Regions from separate parts of the Triticum aestivum genome. Here region 1 is linked to region 2. Evidence: chromatin contacts called from public Hi-C data. All regions are on one chromosome and are shown on one strand. The core of a region is the stretch at or near the end of the contact, and the rest is flanking DNA. Distances in the headings are between cores, read along the strand shown.

What was found. Hi-C and Micro-C count contacts between places; a contact is called where the count stands out from the background.
Region 1: a Hi-C map of leaf shows a contact between it and region 2, with 4 times the contacts expected there. The contact joins the promoter of LOC123111292 here to the promoter of LOC123111290 in region 2. A contact is called at or near these places in 2 of 5 Hi-C or Micro-C datasets (both in leaf).

Annotation. Positions count from the first base shown.
Region 1 is chr5B:265,665,747-265,673,119 of IWGSC CS RefSeq v2.1, forward strand. It overlaps LOC123111292 (histone-lysine N-methyltransferase, H3 lysine-9 specific SUVH1-like), which reads left to right and starts at 4,552. Exons shown (of 3, transcript XM_044532048.1): 1 at 4,552-4,668; 2 at 5,515-7,373. The coding sequence starts at 5,524.
Region 2 is chr5B:265,535,773-265,542,955 of IWGSC CS RefSeq v2.1, forward strand. LOC123111290 (alpha-L-arabinofuranosidase 1) reads right to left here and starts at 3,460. Exons shown (of 18, transcript XM_044532046.1): 1 at 3,174-3,460; 2 at 2,490-2,700; 3 at 2,285-2,339; 4 at 1,715-1,911; 5 at 1,358-1,479; 6 at 922-1,069; 7 at 658-727; 8 at 405-550; 9 at 279-324; 10 at 146-198. The coding sequence starts at 2,672. It overlaps LOC123111291 (a long non-coding RNA gene), which reads left to right and starts at 3,559. Exons shown (of 2, transcript XR_006454361.1): 1 at 3,559-3,929; 2 at 4,544-5,182.

The sequences.
Region 1 (7,373 bases), core at 3,302-5,801, 130 kb after region 2:
CTACAAAGCCCGCGATGTGCAAGATGGAGGCAGGTGTAAGGTGGTGAAGTTGGAGTCCGTAGAACTCCAGGAGCCCCTGGAGAAACGGATGTATGGTAAATCCAAGGCCCCTTATTAGATAAGGAACGAAGCATACCCGCTCTCCTTTGGAGGGATTGGGGACGCTCTCCGCCTGCTTCCCACCCTTGTAGGTGGCCAGTCCGGCTCGAACCGGAACCATGAAGGCTGGGGGAAGGTATCCCTCGGCTTGGAGCGTCACTAACTCGCTATGCGGGACTGAACATCTCCTCCAATCTCCGGGCTGAGGGCTGGGAGCGCGAGAGGAGGAGCCGCGTCGACTGTCCATGATGGAATGGATTTTTGTAAGAGGCGCTTCGATGAGTACTCGCGGAAGGGGGATGGTGTGATTCGGATCTAGATCCTTGCTCCTCTTATAGGCAGCTTATTTGCGCAGCTAGGGGGTAAAACGTAAAAATACCCTAGCTTTTCGCATTCATACGACACGTGGAAGAGGGCCATTATTGGACGTGGAAGCCAAGGAGCGCAACATTTATAAGGAAGCCGGACACTATTCAGTGAGCACATGGAATTTGGAGGAGAACCCGCCTTGCAATGCCGAAGACAATATGCACGCCGGACTCATCGTCATTGAAGCCTGGTTCAGGGGCTACTGAGGGAGTCTTGGACTAGGGGGTGTCCGGATAGCAGAACTATCATCATTGGCCGGACTCCAAGACTATGAAGATACAAGATTGAAGACTTCGTCCCGTGTCCGGATGGGACTTTCCTTGGCATGGAAGGCAAGCTTGGCGATACGGATATGTAGATCTCCTACCATTGTAACCGACTCTGTGTAACCCTAGCCCTCTCCGGTGTCTATATAAACCGGAGGGTTTTAGTCCATAGGACGAACAACAATCATACCATAGGCTAGTTTCTAGGGTTTAGCCTCCTTGATCTCGTGGTAGATCCACTCTTGTACTACCCATATCATCAATATCAATCAAGCAGGAGTAGGGTTTTACCTCCATCGAGAGGGTCCGAACCTAGGTAAAAACATCGTGTCCCTTGTCTCCTGTTACTATCCGCCTAGACGCACAGTTCGGGACCCCCTACCCGAGATCCGCCGGTTTTGACACCGACACCCCCCTTTCCTTCCTCCCTTCCCTATTCCCTTTTCCCCTCCGGTGAAATAAGGAAAGAGGGGCAATTGGGATAGGAACCCCAAGTAGGATTCCCAAGGGGCGCCCCATGGCAGCTCCCCTCCCCCTCCCACCTAGATATACATGGGGAGGGGGCACCTAGAACACGCAACAACAATCGTTAGCCGTGTGCGGCGCCCCCCTTCGCAGTTTACGCCTCCGGTCATATCTTCATAGTGCTTATGCGAAGTCCTGCGCGGATCACATCACCATCACTGTCACCATGCCGTCGTGCTGACGGAACTCATCTACTTCCTCGGCACCTTGCTAGATCAAGAGGGCGAGGGACGTCATCGCGCTGAAGTGTGCAGAATTCGGAGGTGCCGTACGTTCGGTACTTGATCGGTCGGAGCTAGAAGAAGTTCGACTACATCAACCACGTTGTCAAACGCTTGCGCTTTCGGTCTACGAGGGTACGTGGACACACTCTTCCCCGGTCGTTGCTATGCATCTCCTAGATAGATCTTGCGTAAGCGTAGGATTTTTTTGAAATTGCATGATACGTTTCCCAACAGAAAATAGGTGCGAACAGACATAAAATAGACCAAAAGATGAAAATAGGTGTCCATCTACTTTTATCCTTACAGACCAACGGACAATTTGAGTTTGTGAACGCGCGACCCCATCATGTCCGGCTGCGTCCGTTTGGAGGTATACGGACAAAACATGCCTCCCAATGCGCGGCCGCAAACGGACCATCATCCGGTTTCTGTTCGCTTTTGACCCATTCCCGGCCCAAGTTTGGGCCGAGTTTGTGGCCGAATGGACAATCACGGACGCGAGAGGTGTGTGCCCTTGTCCTGCCCTAGCCCGCCTGTCGGTGAGACAGACCCCCCTTTTCTCTTCCTCTACCTCCCTCCGCGCCCCCGCCATCGTTGCCGCCACCACCATCCCCCTGGCCGTGCCGTCTTTCACCAGGGACGTCCCAACCACCATCGCACTGTGCCATAGCTGTCTCTGTGCCGGCTTGCCAGAAAGCATTTGGTCGACGTTCTCTATGTTGCTGATGGGAGACAAACTACGGCCGTCGTCGTCGTCGCCCGTCGTCACCAACCTCTTCAGGCCGGCCGTTCGGTCATGCAAGGCGCCATCCACCATCATCGTCGCCCATCGTCTCCAGGCCAACCTGCGAGGGGAGCAGAGCATGCACTATCCGTCCACTTTCCGACCATGACCGCAAGGCGTTTGACGGATTTCTGAGAAGGTACAATGGACAGTGGTGATGAGTTTTTCTTTCACAATTTCATTTGCTCATCTGATGATTCATCCTCGGATGAGGAAGAGCTGGCGGCTGCGTTGGTCGTGCATGAACACATCACTAGGAAGCGGCCTCGGTATAGGGGATCAATCCCCGGCCATGCTCTGGCCTTGGACCGCAATAGAGAGAAAGGCAACACCTTCTCTATGTCGGTTACTTTAAGGATGGTCCACTCTTTAAGCCACGTCAATTTCGTCGCCGATTTCGAATGAGAAGGAACATGTTCAATCATATTCACAAGGGAGTGGTCGCGTATGACCCATACTTTGAGTGAAAAGTGGATGCCCTAGGCAAGCTTGGTTTCTCTTCATACCAGAAATGCACTGCGACTATGCGCATACTTGCATATGGAATTCCTGGTGATCTTGCGGATGAGTATGTTCATATGAGTGAGTCCACATGTTGAAAGAACATGCGGTGCCCCCATGTTTGGTTTTGGCAATTGATGACAATCTCTATGGACTAATGGTTGCCTTGAGTTATATTTGAAGGGTTTGTCCATAGGCTTTTCTTGAAGTCCATTTGTTGGTTTCAAGGAGAGTTTGTGATGACCAAGGTGCTATTAAGGAATTATCCAAAGATTGGCCATATGAGTGTTGTGCTTATAGCAAGCATGTCTTGAAGAAAAAGAGTGTGTGATCATTCATGTTTACCTTCAAGACATCATCCAAATGAAGAGAGTTGGAAAGATTCAAGGTTGATCCAGACTAAGTCAAAGAGTGAATCAAGTTGATCAACACACAAAGCATAGAAGATGTATCGAGAGGGATCAAGCGATCCCATGGTATGGTAAGCATTGTCAATTATACTTTGTGTACTAACCCATGATCTTCGTGAGAGTTCTTTGTGTGGTTAGGTTGCGGTGTGCAAGTTCAAGTAGGATCATCACGAAGAGATCATATGCTTGAAGCTTGCCGTCCATTGTGGCGACAATGGACTTGTGAAGATGCGCAGAAGAGTGGCTCACCCATAGTGGAGTATGGGGGAGCAATCTACTAGTCTTCATCGAGCCAACGCAATCAAGAAAGGTGGTCCATCTTGAGGAGGAGAAGATCGTCATCATCTAGCTCAAGTGGATCATGTGCAAGGCAAATATTTGCCCTTGATAGGTTTTCTATTTTACCGGTCTCACGGTAGTTGTGGGAGATCGGGTTATAGGATCGATTGTTGTACTATCAAGGGGGGCTCTCGATGAGTTGCTTGATCGTATCGTTCGTAGAGAGCTCAAACCATTGCATCCTTGCATCATCTTTATTGGTTCTTGTTTGGTTCTTCTCCTTGTGAGATTTGGAACTCTTGGTCTTTTTTATGACAAGCTCGAGTTCATCGAAAACGGAGTTCACTTGCATCTTCTATGATGTTTTTGATGTTGGAGGGTATGCCGGTTCTTCTCTGTTGGAGGGTATGCCGGTTCTTCTCTGTTGGAGGTTTCACTCCTTTGTTTGTTGACGGGCGACGACGATGCTGGATGGCGCCTTGCGTGACCGAACAGTCGGCCTGAAGAGGTTGGTGACGACGAGCAACGACGACGGCCGTAGTTTGTCTCCCACCGGCAACACAGAGAACGCCGGCCAAATGCTTTCCGGCAAGCCGGCGCAGAGACAGCTATGGCACGGCGCGATGGTGGTTGGGACGTCCCTGGTGAAAGACGGCGCGACCAGGGGGTGGTGGTGGCGGCAGCGATGACGGGGACGCGGAGAGAGGTAGAGGAAGAGAAAAGGGGGTCTGTCTCACCGACGGGCGGGCCAGGGCAGAACAAGGGTCTGTATTTCACCCTTTTGCTACCGAGCTGTCACGTAAGGGAGTGAACTTTTTGCCAGGCCGAAGTGAAGTGAAGTGACTTTGACCGGCAGATGTCTTAATAAGCTGCCACCGGTGAGCAGCGTTGAACCGTTTCCAGCTGGTTCCAGCGGCACGGATCTCGAGACCGATCCAACGGTGAACAGTGAAAGCACAGAAGCCCAAGAGGCGAACCTTGCCAGCCGTGACCGGTGACACGACCGCCTGGCACTACACGTGTAGGCCCCCTGAGAGCTGAGACGGATTCACCGAGGGGAGGGGAGCCCCAAGCCGTGGCACAACACAGGCAAGTGCCCTTTTTACCCCACCACACTACCACTTGTGACCTCCAAAGAAGTGAAACCACAACGCACCAGCGAGCGCTTCGGTGGAGAGAGGAAGAGCTTTCGCTTCCACGACGTCCTCGAGGTCAGTCGGCTCCCGGCAATCTTTCTTGCGATTTTATTTTCTGGCGCTCTTGAGTAGTAGTAGTAATTTTTGGTTTTGGATGATCGTATCTGTGGAGAAATGGCCTTCTTTTCTGGGTTCCTCAACGTTCCTCTTCTTGAACTTTGTTTCTTCTTTCTGTCGATACCGGCATTTTTGGTTCATATGTGAGGAGGAGAGGGACATGGAACGTAGCATGCTGAAATAGATGTGTTTTCTGTCGGTTTAAAACAACCCCAATCTGTACTACATTCATATGGTATGGATACTTCGACACAAAGTAACACAATAGTGAGCAGAGCAGCATATGTGTTTTCCTCTGTTTCTTTTGTTTCAATAGAAAGAAGATTCCTCTGTTTCTGCTTGCTGCATTTCACAAGACCCTGTTCTTTCAGCTCAATGGTTTATATCATTACTTGAATCTACAGATTTATTCTCTTTAAAAAAAAAAAGCACTGACCTCCCTTTCTTAAAAAGATTACAGTGTGAAAAAGATCACACTTCTTTTATTAAGTGTAAAAGAGATCTCAACCAAATCCTACTCGTCAGTCAATATGCCATTTTTACACTGCCACCATCGCATAAAGATTCATATTAATTCCACCCAGCCAACAAGCTAGTGATCAAAATATGAATCTTTTCTGTTTCCGCGTTGCTGCATTTCACTTCACAAGATAATACAGTTTTGTCCTGTTTTGAAGCTGATACAATGTTCTGAACTTACATATTTACATGGATGCTATTCTTCGTTGATCATATATATTTGATCTTCCATATACATCAGCTAGCATCTAGTATTAACTCTACCCTGTTTTTTTCTACTGCCAGGAGTTCACCATGGGGAGCTTGATAGACGAAGCAGGAACTGAGGAGCAGCCCTTGGACCCGAAGCCATTGCACTCACTAGCGCCGATGTTCCCTACCCCTCCTGGGTATGATCTAGCAACTGCTGGATCATCCGACCCACCATTCTTCTACTACATCACACCAATACGACAACACCCTGGGCCGGCTCCAGCTTCATTTGCTGGGCCGCCGCCAGGGCCCTGCTCCTCACCGCAACAACACCCTGGGCCGGCTCCAGCTTCATTTGCTGGGCCGCCACCGCAACAACACCCTGGGCCAGCTCCAGCTTCATTTGCTGGGCCGTCACCAGGACCAGGGTCCGCAGTTCCTCTGAAGGCCACGCCAATCTCGGCAGCATTTCCCGCGCGGCGACTCAAAGAGGAACTGTCGGATGAAGACTACACTCCTGCTTCCGAGAAGAGGAAACCATCTTCATCTTCACCCAAGAGCACAGCCAAGAGGGTTCGGCAGGCCGGAGACTCCACTGCAGCCAACACCAAGCAGAGACCGATCAGGAGGAGCCTCAGCAAGGAGCTCGCCGGCTGGCCCTCCGCATCGGACAACCCAAGGGAGGCAGTGGAAGCGACCATGGCCATGTTCGACTCGCTCCGGCGCCGGACGCTGCAGCTGGATGAGAAGGAGGGCTTGGGCAGGCGCGCCGACCTCAAGGCCAGTGTTCTCATGAACCATAACAACCTGAAGATCAACAGCCTCAAGACGATAGGCCCCGTCCCGGGCGTCGAAATCGGAGACATCTTCTTCTACAGGATTGAGATGTGCATCGTGGGGTTGCATGCGCCATCCATGGCCGGCATCGACTACCTGTCGGCTAAGCTTGTTGCCGGGAGGGACGAGAGCCTGGCCGTGAGCATCATCTCGTCCGGCGGATACGAGAACGTTGAAGATGAGACCGACACCCTGGTGTACACGGGCCAAGGAGGCAACAGCCGGCGCAAGGACAAGGAGAAGCACGACCAGAAGCTGGAGAAAGGAAACCTTGCTCTCAGCAACAGCGCCAGCAAGAAGAACCAGATCAGGGTGGTGCGCAGTGCACGGGACCCTTTCTCTATCACAGCAGGCAAGGTTTACATCTACGATGGAGTGTATCGCATCGAGGACTCCTGGATGGACACGGCCAAGAACGGGTTCAGTGTGTTCAAGTACAGGCTGAGGAGGGAGCCAGGGCAACCTCATGGAATTTCAGTCTGGAAGATGACAGAAAAGTGGAAGGCAAACCGTGCCACAAGAGAAAATGCCATGGTGCTGGATCTATCATCAGGGGCTGAGATCCTGCCTGTGTGCCTTGTCAACGAAGTCGACGGCGAAACGGGGCCGAGCCACTTCAAGTATGTCACCGGAGTGAAGCACTCGAGACCTCTTGGTAGGAACAAGCCATTGCACCACTGTGAGTGTACTAGTGTGTGCATGCCAGGTGACCCCAATTGTTCGTGCGCGCGACAGAATGGCGGCGATCTTCCCTACAACTTGGACGGGGTGCTCGCGAGGCATGTTCCGATGCTTTACGAGTGCTCTCGTGACTGCCATTGCACCAAGGACTGTCGGAACAGGGTTGCACAGAGAGGTGTTCAGCTCAACTTTGAGGTGTTCCGGACCGGAGACCGTGGATGGGGTCTCCGATCATGGGACCCGATCCGTGCCGGCGCATTCGTTTGCGAGTATGCTGGTCAAGTCATGGACGAAACCAACATGAGCATGGATGTCGAGGAGGACGAGTACACCTTTCGCACAACATGTCCAAGTGACAAGGCTCTAAGATGGAACCTGGGTGCAGAGTTGCTCGAGGAAAAAGGTGCAGATGCCACAGCTGAGAGGTTTAAGAA
Region 2 (7,183 bases), core at 2,210-4,709:
GGCCACTCGAGCAGACTCATCATACATATTTCTCCTGTTAGGTTCAGAGTAGTAAGGTTTCTAATCTACAGATATGCCCAGAAAAGAAAATGTATTGGTCCGCTCTGCTAGAAAATTAGTTGGGAGTTCAAACTTCAGGACATACCTTTACGAAAGGAGCAATAGCAGTAGTATCAACTTCATCATGGTGGCTGATTCCTGATAATTAAGGGAGAACTTTCGTAAGTAAGGAGGGAAACAGTAGTGGTCAAAGATATAAGATATCTAGTAATAATTACCATTGTTGAATACCCAGACTGGGGCAGCACCGAGAACTTCAGAAAGCTTTTATATAGGTTTCAAAAGTTATATATAATTAAAGGTAATAACAGAAAAGGAAAGGGTGAAACGTTGTAAACAAGCACCTGAAGAAACTCATAATATCCGAGGCCATCATCGGTCCAGTAATTCCAGACATCCCCATAGTGTCCAGGCCTCTCTTCCCATGGACCTATAGAGTCCCTCCATCTGAATGCGTTTCTTAACCAACTGCCTTCAACAAAGCAACCTCCTACAATAGTTGCATGTGATCTAGTCAATAATCCCAGATATGTCTGAATAATGTATGTGCAAACATCACGAATTCGATTTTTTCAATCAGAAGCAGTTTCAACAAACCAGGGAATCTCAAGAACCGGGGTTTTAAATCCAAAAGCATGGATATGAGTTCTGTGCGGAAACCGTGCCCCTGAGAGTACAGAGAAATTTGGTATGTCAAACTCTCAGATAAACATATGCACCACTGGTATATTCATATACTACAACAATTAAAAAAAATAAGTTGAAGTTTCTAAGTTTTAACAAGATTAAATTCCAGTATAGCTTTACTTGAGATGTACTAATATTCTGAGTATCAATATTGACAACAAAAGTATGATTTACCTTGTATGTATCCGAAGGCATGAGTGATACTTGATCAAGCCATACAACTCCCTTTGTCTTAGCTGTTATTTGAAGTCTTGAGGTTCTGTCTGTTCCTTGAGCAACCAACTTCTGGTCCAATTTTATCCAATTCGATCCGCCAGGTACTCTGCAGAAGTGCAAACCTTTCCTTAACTGTTAATCAGTGGCACAGCTAGAAAAGTACTTCGGGGGGTGGGAGGGGTGGCAAAAGGCAAATCTGAAGATCGGAGGGGGCAAAACACTATTATTATTTTCCATCTAAGCCCTCCAAATATATTTTTTTCCTTCACAATTATTTCTCTTTCAAAGGCTGGGGGTACAGTGGCCCTCTCTGGCGTACACATACCTCCACTAGTGTTGCTAATAGTCAAATTTACTCGTCATGATGTCCAAATTTGAGAGAGAAGATGCTAACCGTATGGCAGCTGAAGCCAGAACTCGTAATCCGTCAGAGCTTGTTAGTGAAACTGTCATTTCTATCATTTCTGGTGACTTGGCATGCATAACTAGATTGTAGGTCTTCCCATCCTCTATGTTCTGGAGATTGGAATGATAATTATGATGGCATTATTGGAAAGCAAACAAATGAAAATGCAGTATATTACATAATGTGCACAAAATTTTGACAAACACGACAGATTGAAAGCTGACATTACCTGAAAGCTACACACAACATGCATGGTGCTAGTTAATTCTGGTTTCATGAGGAAAAAACGCGAAGTAACAGCAGTATGCTATGATTAATCAACCTATGATCGACGTAAACTCATACCATGCCCCAGAACCCAGGGTTGTAAATGCCAACACCGCCAACTGGGCAGTTATCACAGAGAACCTCCATTCTTAGAGCAACCTTGTTTCGCCTGAAACATGACGTGCGGTCTGTTCCCACAAATATGGAAGAGTCATCTCCAATGATGGACCATGGTTCAATATTTGATGGAGTATGGGGGCCTCCAGCTTCAAAACCTGGATCGTAGGAAAACCAAGTTATTCTAGACCTTGAAAATCAACAGCAACTTAAGTGAATGCCTATTGGTTTATTCAGGATGTGTAAGATGGAATTTCCGTAATTGGACAATAGTCATGACTGACTTGAAGATGTTGTGGTAAAGTAGATTTGAATTCATCATGAAGAATAGGTCAATAGGGAATTGTAACCTTCAGACAATAACATTTAAGGGTAGCTCTTCTAAATTTATTCTATATGCTTTTCTTTGTCAACAGATATAGTTCCCTGTTTAAGTTCAGATGTTCAAATGCACTGGATTGGATAGGAATGTTGCCACATGTCAGTTTTACTTCAAGTGTTGTGTATTAGATTTGAGAAGTATTTAAGTACCTCTATTACTAACAAGCTCTGCCCATATTCCACCAGCTCCTGCATGGTTGATCTCCTACATTATTAGTCAATCCAGTTGAAGTGAGAACCTGATGGAACATAATTGGTACAGATGGATTATTCTGTGAATGCAGTGAACCTAGAAATGCCTGCAAAGTGCCACGAGAAAAAGATGAACTAACAAGATCTGCATCACTTTTCTCACCTCAAAAAATATTCCAAACAGCGTATCAGGGATCTTTCGAGCAAGGTGCGATGAGGCATCAACACCAAGGCGTGCCACTTGTGTGATCTCAAATTCTGATGCCGAACATTTGCAGCTCACGCAGAAGAGAAGCAACAAGCAAAGAATAGTACGGATACGACAGAGCGTTTCTTTGGAACCCATACGCTCCAAGTTCTAAAGACTAACCAATCTGTCAGTTTGAACAGATAACAAATCAGGATACATTATGCAATGCCAATCACGTCTTTTGATGGAAATTATAAGAACAAACTACTCAAACATGTCACCACCAAATTATAAAACGACAATAAGGCCGACCCTGGCCATGGAGTCCTGCCAGGGTCAGTTGGCATGTCCAAAACAATACATATCTATACAACTTAACCAAATAACTTGCCACTCTATACTATTTGTAGAGCATGAAGTTTAAGAATTAAAAGGCATTTATTTACAGATTATACAACTAAACACTTGTTTTTAGACAGGAAATGGGAGCTGAATTCAAATGGTCCTATCACTGGTTGAACGAAAGCACAGACATGGAGCAATTCTCTTGTATTGGCCATTTCATCGAACAACTCATCTACGAAATCAAGAACCGAAGGAGTAAACAAGCAGGGCCAGAAGCAAAGAAAAAGATCGCAGTTCGAGGAGAGTCCTCACCAGGCAGCGCAGTTCGAGGAGAGTCGTGAGTGCGGGGTGCAGGGAGACCCGGAGGCTGCGGCCTTAAGTAGGCGAGGCCGGAGGCGACGTGCCGGTGGCTTCGGAGTGAAGCGCGCGGGGTGCACAACGGCCTCCGCCGTGGGATGACGGAGGCTGGCGGCGCCACGGCTGGTTGCTTGCCGGGGTGTGCTTCGGCGGCGGCGTCAGACCACTGACACGCGTGGGCCCCGGAGCGAGCGGTGGTGCCTATCCGCATCGCTGTGCCCTTTTAATTTGGGAAACCTTCCGAGACGGCGCGCCGGCCGAATCGTTAGACCGGTCGCACCGCTCGCTTTCTCTACATGTAGGCCCACCACCGAACGATCATCTACCTTATCTCTTCAGGACAACACCATCCACTCATTCTTTGCTCGTGCATCTCCTCTACCGCAACCTCCTCCGCTCGCCTCTTTTCTTCCTCTCTTGTAGATGCTTACGCCTCCCTCACCGGCGACCGGCTGTGCCGCCAGCCATGGCCACCGCGCCTCCCCCACCGTGGCTGCCCCCACCCCGCCCCCTCACGCCCCACCAGCGACCAGCGCTGCAAACCAACCCCCACCGGTGCTGCCGATGGCAGCGAGAAGTAATGGAGAGCCGCGGCGGCCGACGTTGAGGCGTTGCAACCATGGCGACAAGTGATGGAGATCCATCATTTTCTTTTCTTGGAAGCAGCCCCAATTTTTGCTGCAGACGCCCTTGATTTTTGCTGAAACCAGTGTAAGATTTTGCTACAACCACGTTCTTTTTCTATGGAACCAACTCGAAGTTTTGTTGCCATGTCATTTGCTTTTTGGTACAACCGGTTTTCAATTTTGCTACCACCATCTGCAGTTCTTGCTGGAACCAATTAATTATTTTGCTACCACTATTTTCGTTTCTTTTTTATAGAACCAACCCAAATTCTTGCAACCATGTCATTTGTTTTTGATACAACCAATGTACATTTTTGCTACAACCAACCTCGGTTTTTGTTGGAACCAATCAATTATTTTGCTACTATGTTTTTTGGGGGGAACCAGTGCATCAATTTCTTTGCTACCACCGTTTGAGTTTTTGCTACAACCAATGTTCTCAATTGCTACATCCAACACGCATCACAGTGTCATGTAATTTGTTGGAACCAGCAAACATTCTTGATTGAAGCGGCATGATTTTTTGTTGGAACCAGTGTTTCTTTTTGCTGGAACTAGCTAATTTTTTTGCTACAAATCTACTACTGGAGTTTTTGTGCTGTTGAGAGTTTTGCTGGAACCATCATTATTTTTTGCTGGAACCGGCAAATCTTTTTGCTTCAACCCAGCATTGGAGATTTTTATTGCTTTTTTTGCTAGACATGACGCTGCAAGTTGACAATGGCGGCGAGCCGGAGACGGGGACGCCAGGGATGCTCCAACCATGATGACAGCGCACTAGAACCCTCCTGTGTTTGAGTTGCAACCATGACGAGCAGAGGCAGCCAAGGCAAGTGTCGGACACGACCGTCAGGCAAGCGGCAGGCGAGCGCGGGTGACGGGCGTGATGGCGCGGTGGAAAGCAAGCACGGGAAGACGAGGACTATCGCGGGCGGCCGGCGAGCACACAGATCTGGCATGTGCTCTCGCTGTCCTTTTTTTCATGTTTCCTGTGCGTGTTTTTTTTCTGCGTGTTTGACTTTAAAACAAAGCAATCAGACGGTGGGGAACCGATGTATCGGGCGGCTGGGGCTTGACCGGCCGAACAGTTCGGTCGGCGCGCCGGCGCCTACAAGCGCCCTTTTAATTTGTGCGCGGCGCATTCGTCGTGGCAACGATCCATCCAACGGCTTTGGAGACTGAGTTTGTCTGTGTCCGGATCTCTGTGTCCACACATACAAGGATGCTCTTGGAGGAATTTTATAGGAAAAAAATGAGAAAAATTCACTGTAGGTCACAAAACTTGAGCCGGTTGACACTTTAGTACCACTATTTCAAAAATACCCGAACTACAGTTCATGTACTTGCGCAAAGGGTTCACTTTGGTCCGTATATACGAATTTAGCTACGTATTCGCTGACTTGGCCGAGTCAGCTGTTGCTGGCTAGGCTTTGACCGCCACCTGTGTAGCACCTAGTCGGGGGGGGTAATACTAGTAGTTCGGTTTTTTTTGCAAATGCGCCAACACCTGAACATTAAACGCTCGCGCACCTGGTGGGACCGCACCCGCTCGCACCCTCTCTGCTCGTCGTCGCTGCCGAGGTAGTGCCTTTGCTCGTCGGCGTCGACGACGGCTCCATGAGCACGTCGTCGGACGCTGAGCTGCCGCCGTCCGCGCCGTTCGGGAGGGGCCTGCGGACGTGCCTCTTGCTCCTTCGCGTCGTCATGATGATGCCTCGCCGCCCATGTACGGTACGTCGCCGTCGCCGGCAGCTCCGTTGCTCGATCTGTCCAATTTAGCTCCCGTAAAGAGTTCTTGGTCGCATCAATTGCGCGTACGAGCTAGGGTTTGGGCGTTCGTTCAACTCTCTGACGGATTGGGTGTGGGGTGGTAGGGTTTTAGCAGTTTCTTGAAGAACTTTGTGGCAGACCATAAATAGGGCTGCGTCATGGGGGGTTTGCAGTAGATGGCCATGTTTGCAGAGATCTGGAGTGGTTAGGGTTCTTTCTCCCCCCAATTTGTCATGGGTCCAGGGGTCTAGGGTTTAAGCAGTAAAGTTTGCTTTTAGTGTCAGAGTGTTAATTGGACCAAAATTGTTTTAATTTGCAATTACATTGGGTCAGATTTACCAAAAATGGTTGCTTTACGACCTGTAAGATCATACATTTGTTAATTGCAGCCATGAGTCTCTGTTTTTCTTTCTGAAAAAGTCAAAAAGTCTGAATGTCTGGACTGTCTGAACCTCTCTGTAGCCTGAAATGTCTGAACTTTTTCAACTTGATTGTTTTGCATGACCCTTAAGCAACCACTTCTCTATTGAGGTCATACATGGTGGCTACTTTCTGTGTGCTGGCAAGCATAGGGATTATCACAAAGGTCACTCCATTTGGTATGATTACTGTGACATAGATAGTTGGACACCTAATGTTGTTGCCAGTCTAGTGGAGGAAATTGGATATGAGTTTGAGGGCAAGATCAGGGCTTATTGGTGTGTTCCTGGGTTGACAGTCTACAAGAATGGATTAAGAGAGACTAAGTTAGGGGACAACACTATGACAGAAAACATGAAGGATTGTGCTCTGAATGGCAACCACTTCCAACAGATTTTCCTTGATCATGGGATCATTTATTTCTCCTGTTCCTGTTCACTCTGATGATGAGGATCCTCCAGTTGTCAGGTTTAGTGGCATTAGGCCAAATAAGGAGAAGGCACACCAGCAGCAAGAAGAGCAGACACAACAACAGCAAGAGGAGCAGGCTCAGCATGATCAAGTTGAACAGGAGCTGCATCAGCATGATCAAGAGCATGAGCATGATCAAGAGCATGAGCAAGATGCCGAGTCAGAAAGTGTAGCAGATTCAGAAGAAGATCATTTCATACCAAGTCCACCCCAGCCTGGAACTACTTACCTTTCATCTCAGTTTGGGTTTAGGGCCAGGAAATCCTCTAGGTTTTTGAACATGGATGCAGCAGACACAGTTGGTTGTTCAGTAATGCATGATTCAGATGAAGATTACATTCCATAAATTGTAGATTCAGACATTGATCTGCAGGATGATGATGAGTTGTTTGACAAAAATGTTGATTGTGAGAAAGGCAAAGGTATAGCAGTCCAAGAAGAAGCTGATGATCCTACTAAAGATGTGGATATGTGCCTGCCATCTTCTGATGAAGATAAGGTGAAGCTGAATTTCAAAAGTTTTAGAGAAGAAAACCTGACTAAACCACAGTTTCAAGTTGGCCAGACCTTTGGATCTGTTGAGTTCCCGAGGAAAGCTATCAAAGAGTACAGCTGTCAGGAGAGAGTTGACATTAAATGCCCCAGAAATGATAGGAAAAGACTGAATGTCATTTGTGA